Linked DNA regions of Mus musculus: region 1 is linked to region 2. A link is a contact called in public HiChIP or PLAC-seq data. All regions are on one chromosome and are shown on one strand. Each heading gives the region's core, a stretch centred on a gene start, on an enhancer-like site or on the middle of the called end of the contact. The rest is flanking DNA. Distances are from core to core; before and after follow the strand shown.

Region 1 (5,728 bases), core at 6-2,505, 270 kb after region 2:
CCGATATGCCAACCCCTCCCAACAACACCAGCAAATCATAGATCCTTCAGTGATTAAGTCTATTCAAAAAGCTATAGTCCTCAGTATCCACCCCCAAGCCCCACCTCTGAACACTGCTCAGAGACTCAGCCTGCAACGCATGGGTCTTTGTGGGAAGGCACTTCGTTTTTTTAACTTTAGGAAAAGGATGTTGTTCATAATGCAAAACTCTTATAAAGCCTACTAATAGTTGGGACAAAGAATATTCAGAGCCTCCAGTAACAAGATCTCTAGAAGGAAGGGAAAGAAAGGAATTAAATATATTCTTGGTTGCAACTTTGTGCAGTAAAAACATTGAGCTCTTTAGAGGCTCTTGATTGCAAACAGTAGAAATGAATAAAGCGCCATCATGTTTATTTGGCTTTAAAAGAGAAATAAATGTAACGAAAGGTAGTTCACAGAATCAACAGGAGGGATGAATAATCTCTCTGTGAAAGGAAGAGAATCCAAGCATGAGTCCAAGGAGCTGTCAGCTCCTGGTGCTGGTCCCTGACCTGGGAATGAGTGTCAGCACCTGCATCCCGTTAGACCTGGATTCTGAAAGACCTCTCATGGCAGGGTGAGTCTTATACCATTCCTGATCCTTTCTGTCAGCACTGAGGAGACTCAAAGCCACCTTCTGTGAGCTGCTGACAGTCACATGTAAGTCGATGGCCACTTGTGCTCCAAGAGTCCAGAAGAACGGAGTCTGACCCTAAGAGCTCCCCAGTTGACTCACACGTTGATAAATTCTGGCAAAACAGAGATGAGGGTGACAAACAGGCTTCATGGAGACTACTATCTCCAGCTCTTGTTTTTCTTAATCCCCCCGCCTCTCTGTGGGGCCACAAGCAATCCACGCTGTCAGGAGGTAATCTTCGCTTTGTCAAAATTATGAGAGTGAAAATCCCACTAGATACTGAACATAAATCTCATGGCTCTCCGAGACATGTTTCTTCATGGTGTCTTTCTGTTCTCTTCAACACAGGGATCCTGACGTAGAAGTTCTCCCTGCCCAGTGGCAGCAGCCTTTCCCTGGAACTTAGTCAATCATCTCTGGAGAACTGAGGCACAGCCAGGTCCTTCTCACCCCACCTTTTGCTTCTTTATTTCATGCTGCCCTGCTCATGCCTTAAGCCTTCAATCTCTTTACCCTAACTTCTCAGCCTGCAGCTCCATCCTGCTCCTGGCCTCTGTACACAGCCAAGGCCTGAGCAAAGCCTAGAATTTTAATGAGTACCCAGAGAGTGGATTCACATGGTGCCTCAGCACCTCCATCCACCTCTCAGCCTGGAAACTCCACACCAGTGTATCTTCCTGTTTTTCACAACTTGACTCTGCTGCTCTAGTAAACATGCCTAACTGAGAGCCAAACCAAAATGCCCCATCCTTGGCCTTGTGCCTCCCCACCTCCAGGACGAGCCTTTCTGGGCTGGCCAGAAAACGCTGGATCTCAGGAGACAAGTCTTTCTCAGTGCTCCAGGCTGTGCCGTTTCTCGTGGACACATTAACCCCCACATTGGGAAAGAGAACTACAGGTGCACCAAAACTCAACCCCAAAGCCCTCCCAGGATGGAGCTCAGAGGCAGCCAGGGAAGGCAGATGCGGTGGCAGGGTTGGGAGGGAGCCAGGGGCCAGAAAGAGCGCTCCTGCCCCCGAGGTGGTTTCCAAGAGTGACTTCTTCCAGCCAGACAAACAGACGCATACAGCTGTCTCCCTGATGGGGTTTCAAGATTCATTTCCTCTCCAGCACTGCAGCTGGGAAGGACAGTCACACAAATAGAAAACAGGACTGAGAATCCTCTGAAGCTTTCTTTCAACCCATAAGAAGTAGAGACGCTATCAACAAAATAGTAGAAATTAAATATGGCTGGCCTTCTCTGCAGTTCAGCGTTAATCAACCACATGGCTTGGAGCCGTCATTTGATTTACTTTTATGACAGGAGAAACTTAGGGGGAAGCTGCATTTAAAGACAGGAACAGAGAGACTGAGATGGTGATGAATAACTCACATGGGTGCAGTTTAATTCACTTTATTTAGAATTTTGAGACCTACTCTTACTCTGTACCCTAGGCTAACCTAGAACTCACTATAGTCCAGGATAGCCTAAAACTCATGCCGTGAATACTCTCTCCTCAGTTTCTCTGAGCACTGAGATTTCAGGCGCGGGCCACCACACCAAGCTCTCTGGGTACTTTTAAATCTAACTTTCAGAATGGTTCTTTGGGTTCTATTTAAGACACAGATGAGCCAGGAAGGTGGCCCAGCAGATAAATTGTTGCTCCCCCCACCCCTCACTTCCTAATGGCTTGCATTTAATCCCCAGGATAAGTACTCCTCTAGTCTCCACATGTGCACCATAGTCTACACATCCACACTTACAACCTACACACACACATACACACAAACACACACAAATGAAAATACTTGTAAAATAAGTATATAAAGGTATAAAAGAAGCAATATCTATCTACTTACTGTAGTAAAACATCGAAATTCAAATAAATGCAAAAGCTCCCCAAAAATCCCCCCATAAGGTGTTCATTAACATCAAATGCCATAAATATGGAGTCACATATTTTGAAATTATTTTTCTTCTCAGTTGGATCAGTAAAATCTAATATCAGTTATTGTCTTATATGGTTAGACACTATACCCTCATATGGATGGTCAACTGTTTAGAAAACCATGATTGTGAAATATTGTCGTGTCCCAATGTTTAGTATTACCAACAATACTCTGATAAAGATCCCTATTGTACATTCACAAATACGTGAATTTGCTTGGTCATTTCTTTAGGTCATATTCCTAGGTATGAAATTACCACATAATATTTGTTAGTTTTGACATACAGTCCACTGCCAACCTTAAGAACAACGGGCTCCTGAGCCCATGTGCAAAGCAGAGTTACATTAGAAGTATTCTCTAAACTTCTCCTTTTCTTCCTTTACGCATGTCAGACACATACACTCTTTAAATTCTCCCTGCACACTTCTTGGGCTGATGTTATCATTTTTCCTTCCCAAGGTTGAATGAGCAGAAGGAAAGCCAGAACTTGACTCCCTGCCCTCTAACTCCAAACTCATACCCTCTGTGTCATCACTGTTAGATGATGCCTCTCAGGAGACAGAAGGGGTGGCCAGCCTTTGCCCTTACCTTCCCACATAAACAAGGCTGCCGGTAAGCTGACAATACTGGACGCTCCCTGGAAATTCTGGGCACTGCTCAAGGATGCCACAGAGAGCAGATCCCATCGTTTGTAGGATTTCCGAGAGGCACTGAGGAGACAAATGTTTTTAAACAAATTAAACGTAAATGAGTAACCCTGTCTGTTTCTCCCTGGAAAGCACCATCCCATGCCTTCACAGCTTGGGATGAGCTGCTTAGAGAACCACGTGTGGTGACACTAAGTGCTAGTGTCAGACACCAGTTATTTGCTCTTCTCCCTAGCAGCTTTCCACCAGGATGCTTCAAGGAGGTCATGGTCCCCAGATGTTGCTGCAGCAGAAACACTGGGGCCTGTATTTGGCTGGAGGCCTCCCAGCGCCGCCACAGCCACAGTGTGCTCCCTGACAGTCCTATTCGCTCACATCCAGGGCTTCCGGTGGCCCATCTGCCTGGGAGGGAGAGATAGATGGGAGACATAGATCATCTGGTACTAAGTGTTTGTGGAGGCTGAGTGGAGTCTGGTATGCTGGTCTGAGAGTTGCCGTCTGCAACATCAAAGCAGTGGGGGAAAAAAATTAAACAAATAAGCTACTTTGAGATGCTCTCTGAGGTGGACGAGGTCCCATTTTTAAAACAGCTGGTAGAATTCTGTCGTCTCATGCATTCCCCTAAACTTCTGGGTTATCTGCCTTTGTCGGAGCCTCTTGTAGCCAAAGGGGAAGACTCTTCCAATGGTGTGTTCAAACCTCCGTCTTCTCAGCTCCCTTACCCACTTGGAATGCTTTGAAGTGACCTTAAAACCTTACCTCTAACTCCGCACTGACAATGCCACCCACCTCCGTTCTCCAGCTCCCGGGCCCTTCTCTGATCAACCCACGTTGCGGACCAGCCTACTGCCCTCCAAGTCACCCCAGAATCCCCAACTCTAGGAACCTTCTCAAATGCCTGCATTATCCTGCCCACTCAAATAACCACTATTATCACCATGAACCCGGCTCACACGTCAGGACTGGCACTGAGCACTGTGAGCCGAAAGCCGTATTTTCAAAACCACAATGGTATGCATCGCTGTGGAGAAGAAATACGGTGGCCCTGTGACTGGAGTCAAGCTCAGAACTCTCGTCTGCTTCACATACAGTGTCTTGTCTTCTTCACTTAGTGAACAACAACCTAGAATCCTAGAAGATTCTGAGACCCTCTCCTCTCCTCAGAACTTACAGGTCCTCATTAGGTCTCTGTAACATTCAAGAAGTTAAGATATATAACTATTCCCATTTTACAGGGTGGTACGTGGAGGTTTAGAAGGATTGAGCAGTTGGCTGAAACGGAGATTCTATCTGGGATCTGTTGATAACCCTGAGCTCTGTAGGCGTTCCAGGGCAGCTACCAGTGTAGCCCAAGTACATTTGTAGATGGCAACAGTGTATCACAAGATCAAAGGTTAGACATCACTGCTAGCAGATACAGCCTCTGATGAAAGGACAAACTTACAACTCTGGAGTTAGTCATCGGAGCTGGCAAGACAGAAACACCGGCTGACATGGCTCATCAGGAAATGCGCTTGCTGAGGAAGCCTGGTCCCGGGAACCTATGCAAAGGTGGAAGGAGAGAACTGGCTCTATAGAACTAAATTCTGACAGCCACACTCATGACATGGTACACATGCACGCGCGCACGCACACACACACACACACACCATACAGTCACACACACAATAATAATAATAATAATTATTATTAATAATTTTTTAAGGAGAAGCAAAACAGAAACAAGGAAAGTACAGAGAGAGCAAGAAGTCCTGGCCTCAGGAGGTACCTTCTTGTCAGTGTAACTTGGTGACACTTTTCATGACTGGCATGTAACCATTTTTAAACAAAAAAGTAAACTAAAAGAGAAAAAAGGAATAATTTACGAAGAAAAAAGAACATCTAAGAGTACTGTCTCACCCCTGCCTCCAGCAGAGCTTCCCTTCCACCATCAGACTGTGTAAAATGGTTTCTCAGAAACCACAAAGCATGAAGCCCCATGCAAATGCCACTAAGCCCTCCCCAGGGTTCCCTGCCAGGGACTCCCCCTGTCTCCAGCTGGCCCTAGGGACAGCAGGATACAGCATAGCTGTCTGGGCAGCTGGGCTTCACAGTGCAAAGCTTTGCTCTCCAGCTGCTCGCTTAGCCTTGACCCAGGCCATGCTGTGGTTTCAGTGGGAAAGCCCCTGTCCCTGACACTGGACCTTAAGTGCAAGATAAATCCTATAAGCTCTCTCATCTCAACCTGCTTTGGGACTGAAATCCTGGGTGTGGATACCCTTAGCTGTTCCTGGCAAAGGGTGGGGCTGGGTTCCTGCACACAGATTTGCACGGAGCTCCCTGGAGTTCCAGAAAGCTGAGACCTCTCTAGCTGGGAAGGCTCCCGCCAAGGCTGGTCTGTTCCCAGGGCCTTGTCCCGGTGAACAGGACACTGTAACCAGAAAGAGACCTGGGCTCTTATCCCAGGCTAGTCACCAAACAGCTGTGGGGTCTTGAATAAGTCTCTGACCTCTGC
Region 2 (5,679 bases), core at 123-2,622:
GGTAGGAAAAACCAGGGAGAGTGAAGAAATAATATTCCCTTGCAGGGAAAGCTTTGAGTAATGATTGGCTGGTGCAGAGGAATTTTGGAACAGAGAGAGACAGGTACAGGTCTTTACAGGTGGCCACAAGGCAGGGGTTGAATGCAGGGCGCAGGGCTGAGAAGTGTGGAAAAGGATCAGGAAACAGTTCATGAGATTAGCAAATAACAGGAAGTGGACATGGGGGGTGGGGGGAGGAACGTATGGCTAAAATGGAATGGCAGGGAGCCTTGAAGCTCAACATATGCAGATGAGAATAAGTACACTCCAGTGGGACAGAAGATCCAAACTGGAAACCCACCCCTACACTTATAAAAACATGAAATAAGTCACCCTCTCTCTTGGCTCTCCAGGAGACTCTTGACCCTCTCCAGGGCCTCTGCAATTCCAGGACAGAGAGATCAGAAAAAGAGAAATGGGAACTCAGAAGTTATGCAGAGGGAATTAGCAGGCAGCGGGTGAAGGCATGCACCTCTCACTAAGTGACTCAGGAGAAAAGGCCACTCTGCTTTGGAGTGGCTATAAAGGAGCCTGATTTAGCAGTGATAGAGTAAGCTCACTGTTGGATCAAGAATGTGGGAGAGACCTTGGCGATTGCCACAAAGGTCGATCATTGGATGGCTCTCCCTCATGATACCGGGCATATGAGCCTAGGGGCCAATGAGAAGGCTTGTGTATGGTGCTTTATAGTCTCCTTGTCCTCAGAGCGCAGAGACCAAGTTTTATAGGATTAGTTCATTGCAAAAGCCCATCTTCAATCCACCTCTGTTCAACATGGGATCTTTGAACGTCTCTTCCAAGCCAGATATGGATTTCATATGAGTGCACACAAAAAATTGAATGTTTCCACTCTAGAAGAGATATTTAAATTCTAGTGAGGAAAAAAAACCACAAAAATTAAACAAACATACAAATGTGATTGCTTAGTTAATGACCAATACTACTTGAAATTCAAGCCATATTCAAGCCATGCAGGAAATGAAGGCATGTGCCTGGGTGGCAAGTCACACCAGACCTCTCAGAGGAGCTGGGGTGTGTGGTAGCCAGAATGGGAACAAGGGGAAGCCCAGGGGAGAGTATATGCTGAGATCTGATCTACTGCTGAGGTTTAGGAAAAGGGAAGTAAGGTATTTGGTGTTCAGAGTGAAGAGTGCAACTACTGTGCCATATGCTGACATAAAAACAAACAAACAAACAAACAAACAAACAAACACGGAGATAAGAGAAGCAAATGTTGAACATTTCAATGGGACGCAACAGAGGCAGGACACAAAGAGGGCTGAGCAGCCTTGAGCAGCAATGATTCCTGTGTGTGCCTCTTGTAGCTAATTAGCATCATGAGCATGCAGCCAACAGCTCTGGTTTGAATGATGCTCTGGGCCAATGAGCAGAGGCTGAATCTGTCTCCAGGCAAGCAATTTAGAGAAGCAAACAGAAAATCTCCAGGAGCAGGTGCCCGACTGCACTGCTCTTCCAGGTGGTGAGGGCTGCCCATGTTTTCAGAGTCTGTGTCTCTACCAGATGATCAGAGCCTGGGGGACCATGGCTCTGCCCAGTGTGTGTCCTCTGTGGCCACTGTTGTGGTTCTTTCCCCATCTTTGCATTTTGTTATTATTTCAGATCAAAGAGATAGAAAGGTTCGGACTCCTTCTTAAGGTTCCTGTCCCAGTTATTCTCATATTACGTTCCCTCGGTAGATTTTACTTTGCCCAATACTCGAGAAGTATGGGATAAGATCAGCCACAGCATGACAAAGCAGGTAATCAAACTGGAATGGCATTGAATCTGCAGACAACTGTACTGTGGTCGTTTTAATATGATCAATTTTTCTAATCTATGAACACAGGGTATCTCTCCATTTATTAAGTCCTCTTGGTGCAGTTTATAATTTTCTTTTTTTTTTTTTTTTTTTTTTTTCACAGAAAGCAAAGGTTTATTTTGGCCGTTTCAGAGGTTTTAGTTTATGGTCACTTGGCCCTTGCTTCGGATCTAGGACATCTCATGTGATGGAGGAGTGATGCTCAGTGGCCGAGAAGCAAGGGGAGGACTGGGAGGAGCCGCAACTCTAGTGTCCACTTCAAGGGCATATTCCGTGACTCTAGTGTCCGCTTCAAGGGCATACTCCCTGGGACCTAAATCTTGCCCACTGTATTTCAGTTCTTAGATGTTCTACTGCCTTCAACTGCTCCTTCTTCCTCCTCCAACCTCCCCCTTTTCTTATTTCCCCCTCCCCTCTCTTGCTTTTTGAGACTCGGTCTCACTATGTAGTGGCTGGTCTGGAATTTGCTATGTAGACCAGGTTGACCCCAAACTCACAGATAGCTGCTTCTGCCTGGTATTTTAAAGATTTATCTTCTGTATTTATTTTGTCCAGTATTATTGTATCTTTCCAGAAGATTTAAAGGAGAGATTGTAGGAGTTGAGGGAAGGGGAAGAATGTGATCAAAAATATATTGTGTAATTTTTTTTTATTTCTTTTTTTTTTTTCATTTTTTATTAGGTATTTAACTCATTTACATTTCCAATGCTATACCAAAAGTCCCCCATATCCACCCACCCCCACTCCCCTGCCCACCCACTCCCCCTTTTTGGCCCTGGTGTTCCCCTGTACTGGGGCATATAAAGTTTGCAAGTCCAATGGGCCTCTCTTTCCAGTGATGGCCGACTAGGCCATCTTTTGATATATATGCAGCTAGAGTCAAGAGCTCCGGGGTACTGGTTAGTTCATAATGTTGTTCCACCTATAGGGTTGCAGATCCCTTTAGCTCCTTGGCTACTTTCTCTAGCTCCTCCATTGGGAGCCCTATGATCCATCCATTAGCTGACTGTGAGCATCCACTTCTGTGTTTGCTAGGCCCCGGCATAGTCTCACAAGAGATAGCTACATCTGGGTCCTTTCAATAAAATCTTGCTAGTGTATGCAATGGTGTCAGCGTTTGGATGCTGATGATGGGGTGGATCCCTGGATATGGCAGTCTCTACATGGTCCATCCTTTCATCTCAGCTCCAAACTTTGTCTCTGTAACTCCTTCCATGGGTGTTTTGTTCCCAAATCTAAGGAGGGGCATAGTGTCCACACTTCAGTCTTCATTCTTCTTGAGTTTCATGTGTTTAGCAAATTATATCTTATATCTTGGGTATCCTAGGTTTGGGGCTAATATCCACTTATCAGTGAATACATATTGTGTGAGTTTCTTTGTGAATGTGTTACCTCACTCAGGATGATGCCCTCCAGGTCCATCCATTTGGCTAGGAATTTCATAAATTCATTCTCTTTAATAGCTGAGTAGTACTCCATTGTGTAGATGTACCACATTTTCTGTATCCATTCCTCTGTTGAGGGGCATCTAGGTTCTTTCCAGCTTCTGGCTATTATAAATAAGGCTGCTATGAACATAGTGGAGCATGTGTCCTTCTTGCCTGTTGGGGCATCTTCTGGATATATGCCCAGGAGAGGTATTGCTGGATCCTCCGGTAGTACTATGTCCAGTTTTCTGAGGAACCGCCAGACTGATTTCCAGAGTGGTTGTACAAGCCTGCACTCCCACCAACAATGGAGGAGTGTTCCTCTTTCTCCACATCCACGCCAGCATCTGCTGTCACCTGAATTTTTGATCTTAGCCATTCTGACTGGTGTGAGGTGGAATCTCAGGGTTGTTTTGATTTGCATTTCCCTGATGATTAAGGATGTTGAACATTTTTTCAAGTGCTTCTCTGCCATTCGGTATTCCTCTGGTGAGAATTCTTTGTTCAGTTCTGAGCCCCATTTTTTAATGGGGTTATTTGATTTTCTGAAGTCCACCTTCTTGAGTTCTTTATATATGTTGGATATTAGTCCCCTATCTGATTTAGGATAGGTAAAGATCCTTTCCCAATCTGTTGGTGGTCTTTTTGTCTTATTGACGGTGTCTTTTGCCTTGCAGAAACTTTGAAGTTTCATTAGGTCCCATTTGTCAATTCTCGATCTTACAGCACAAGCCACTGCTGTTCTGTTCAGGAATTTTTCCCCTGTACCCATATCTTCAAGGCTTTTCCCCACTTTCTCCTCTATAAGTTTCAGTGTCTCTGGTTTTATGTGAAGTTCCTTGATCCACTTAGATTTGACCTTAGTACAAGGAGATAAGTATGGATCGATTCGCATTCTTCTACACGATAACAACCAGTTGTGCCAGCACCAATTGTTGAAGATGCTGTCTTTCTTCCACTGGATGGTTTTAGCTCCCTTGTCGAAGATCAAGTGACCATAGGTGTGTGGGTTCATTTCTGGGTCTTCAATTCTATTCCATTGGTCTACTTGTCTGTCTCTATACCAGTACCATGCAGTTTTTATCACAATTGCTCTGTAGTAAAGCTTTAGGTCTGGCATGGTGATTCCACCAGAGGTACTTTTATCCTTGAGAAGACTTTTTGCTATCCTAGGTTTTTTGTTATTCCAGACAAATTTGCAAATTGCTCCTTCCAATTCGTTGAAGAATTGAGTTGGAATTTTGATGGGGATTGCATTGAATCTGTAGATTGCTTTTGGCAAGATAGCCATTTTTACAATGTTGATCCTGCCAATCCATGAGCATGGGAGATCTTTCCATCTTCTGAGATCTTCCTTAATTTCTTTCTTCAGAGATTTGAAGTTTTTATCATATAGATCTTTCACTTCCTTACTTAGAGTCACGCCAAGATATTTTATATTATTTGTGACTATTGAGAAGGGTGTTGTTTCCCTAATTTCTTTCTCAGCCTGTTTATTCTTTGTATAGAGAAAGGCCATTGACTTGTTTGAGTTTATTTTATATCCAGCTACTTCACCGAAGCTGTTTATCAGGTTTAGGAGTTCTCTGGTAGAATTTTTAGGGTCACTTATATATACTATCATATCATCTGCAAAAAGTGATATTTTGACTTCCTCTTTTCCAATTTGTATCCCCTTGATCTCCTTTTGTTGTCGAATTGCTCTGGCTAATACTTCAAGTACTATGTTGAAAAGGTAGGGAGAAAGTGGGCAGCCTTGTCTAGTCCCTGATTTTAGTGGGATTGCTTCCAGCTTCTCTCCATTTACTTTGATGTTGGCTACTGGTTTGCTGTATATTGCTTTTATCATGTTTAGGTATGGGCCTTGAATTCCTGATCTTTCCAAAACTTTTATCATGAATGGGTGTTGGATCTTGTCAAATGCTTTTTCTGCATCTAACGAGATGATCATGTGGTTTTTGTCTTTGACTTTGTTTATATAATGGATTACATTGATGGATTTTCATATATTAAACCATCCCTGCATCCCTGGAATAAAACCTACTTGGTCAGGATGGATGATTGCTTTAATGTGTTCTTGGATTCGGTTAGCGAGAATTTTATTGAGGATTTTTGCATCGATATTCATAAGAGAAATTGGTCTGAAGTTCTCTATCTTTGTTGGATCTTTCTGTGGTTTAGGTATCAGAGTAATAGTGGCTTCATAAAATGAGTTGGGTAGAGTACCTACTACTTCTATTTTGTGAAATAGTTTGTGCAGAATTGGAATTAGATCTTCTTTGAAGGTCTGATAGAACTCTGCACTAAACCCATCTGGTCCTGGGCTTTTTTTGGTTGGGAGACTATTAATAACTGCTTCTATTTCTTTAGGGGATATGGGACTGTTTAGACGGT

The links. HiChIP or PLAC-seq counts read pairs in DNA pulled down with a chosen protein or histone mark.
Region 1: a contact with region 2 is called in an H3K27ac HiChIP or PLAC-seq map of neural progenitor cells, with 9 times the contacts expected there. The contact joins two enhancer-like sites. A contact is called at or near these places in 5 of 484 Hi-C or Micro-C datasets (the HL-1 cell line, the N1E-115 cell line, embryonic stem cells and 2 more) and 1 of 115 datasets of contacts at active chromatin or transcription factors (neural progenitor cells).

Annotation. Positions count from the first base shown.
Region 1 is chr1:73,819,221-73,824,948 of GRCm38.p6, forward strand. The region is part of intron 6 of 6030407O03Rik (RIKEN cDNA 6030407O03 gene); the gene reads right to left. Gm29183 (a long non-coding RNA gene) reads right to left here. Exons shown (of 6, transcript XR_001778996.1): 2 at 4,679-4,775; 3 at 3,176-3,297. Among named protein-coding and RNA genes, the nearest start is that of Gm29183, 5.0 kb to the right of the region's middle. Within about 2 kb of position 1,256, at least 10 of the 459 cell types and tissues checked have an H3K27ac peak or open chromatin away from gene starts, as enhancers often do. A contact at or near this core is called in neural progenitor cells, where this site is marked.
Region 2 is chr1:73,546,644-73,552,322 of GRCm38.p6, forward strand. No RefSeq gene overlaps it. Among named protein-coding and RNA genes, the nearest start is that of C530043A13Rik, 20 kb to the left of the region's middle. Within about 2 kb of position 1,373, at least 18 of the 459 cell types and tissues checked have an H3K27ac peak or open chromatin away from gene starts, as enhancers often do. A contact at or near this core is called in neural progenitor cells, where this site is marked.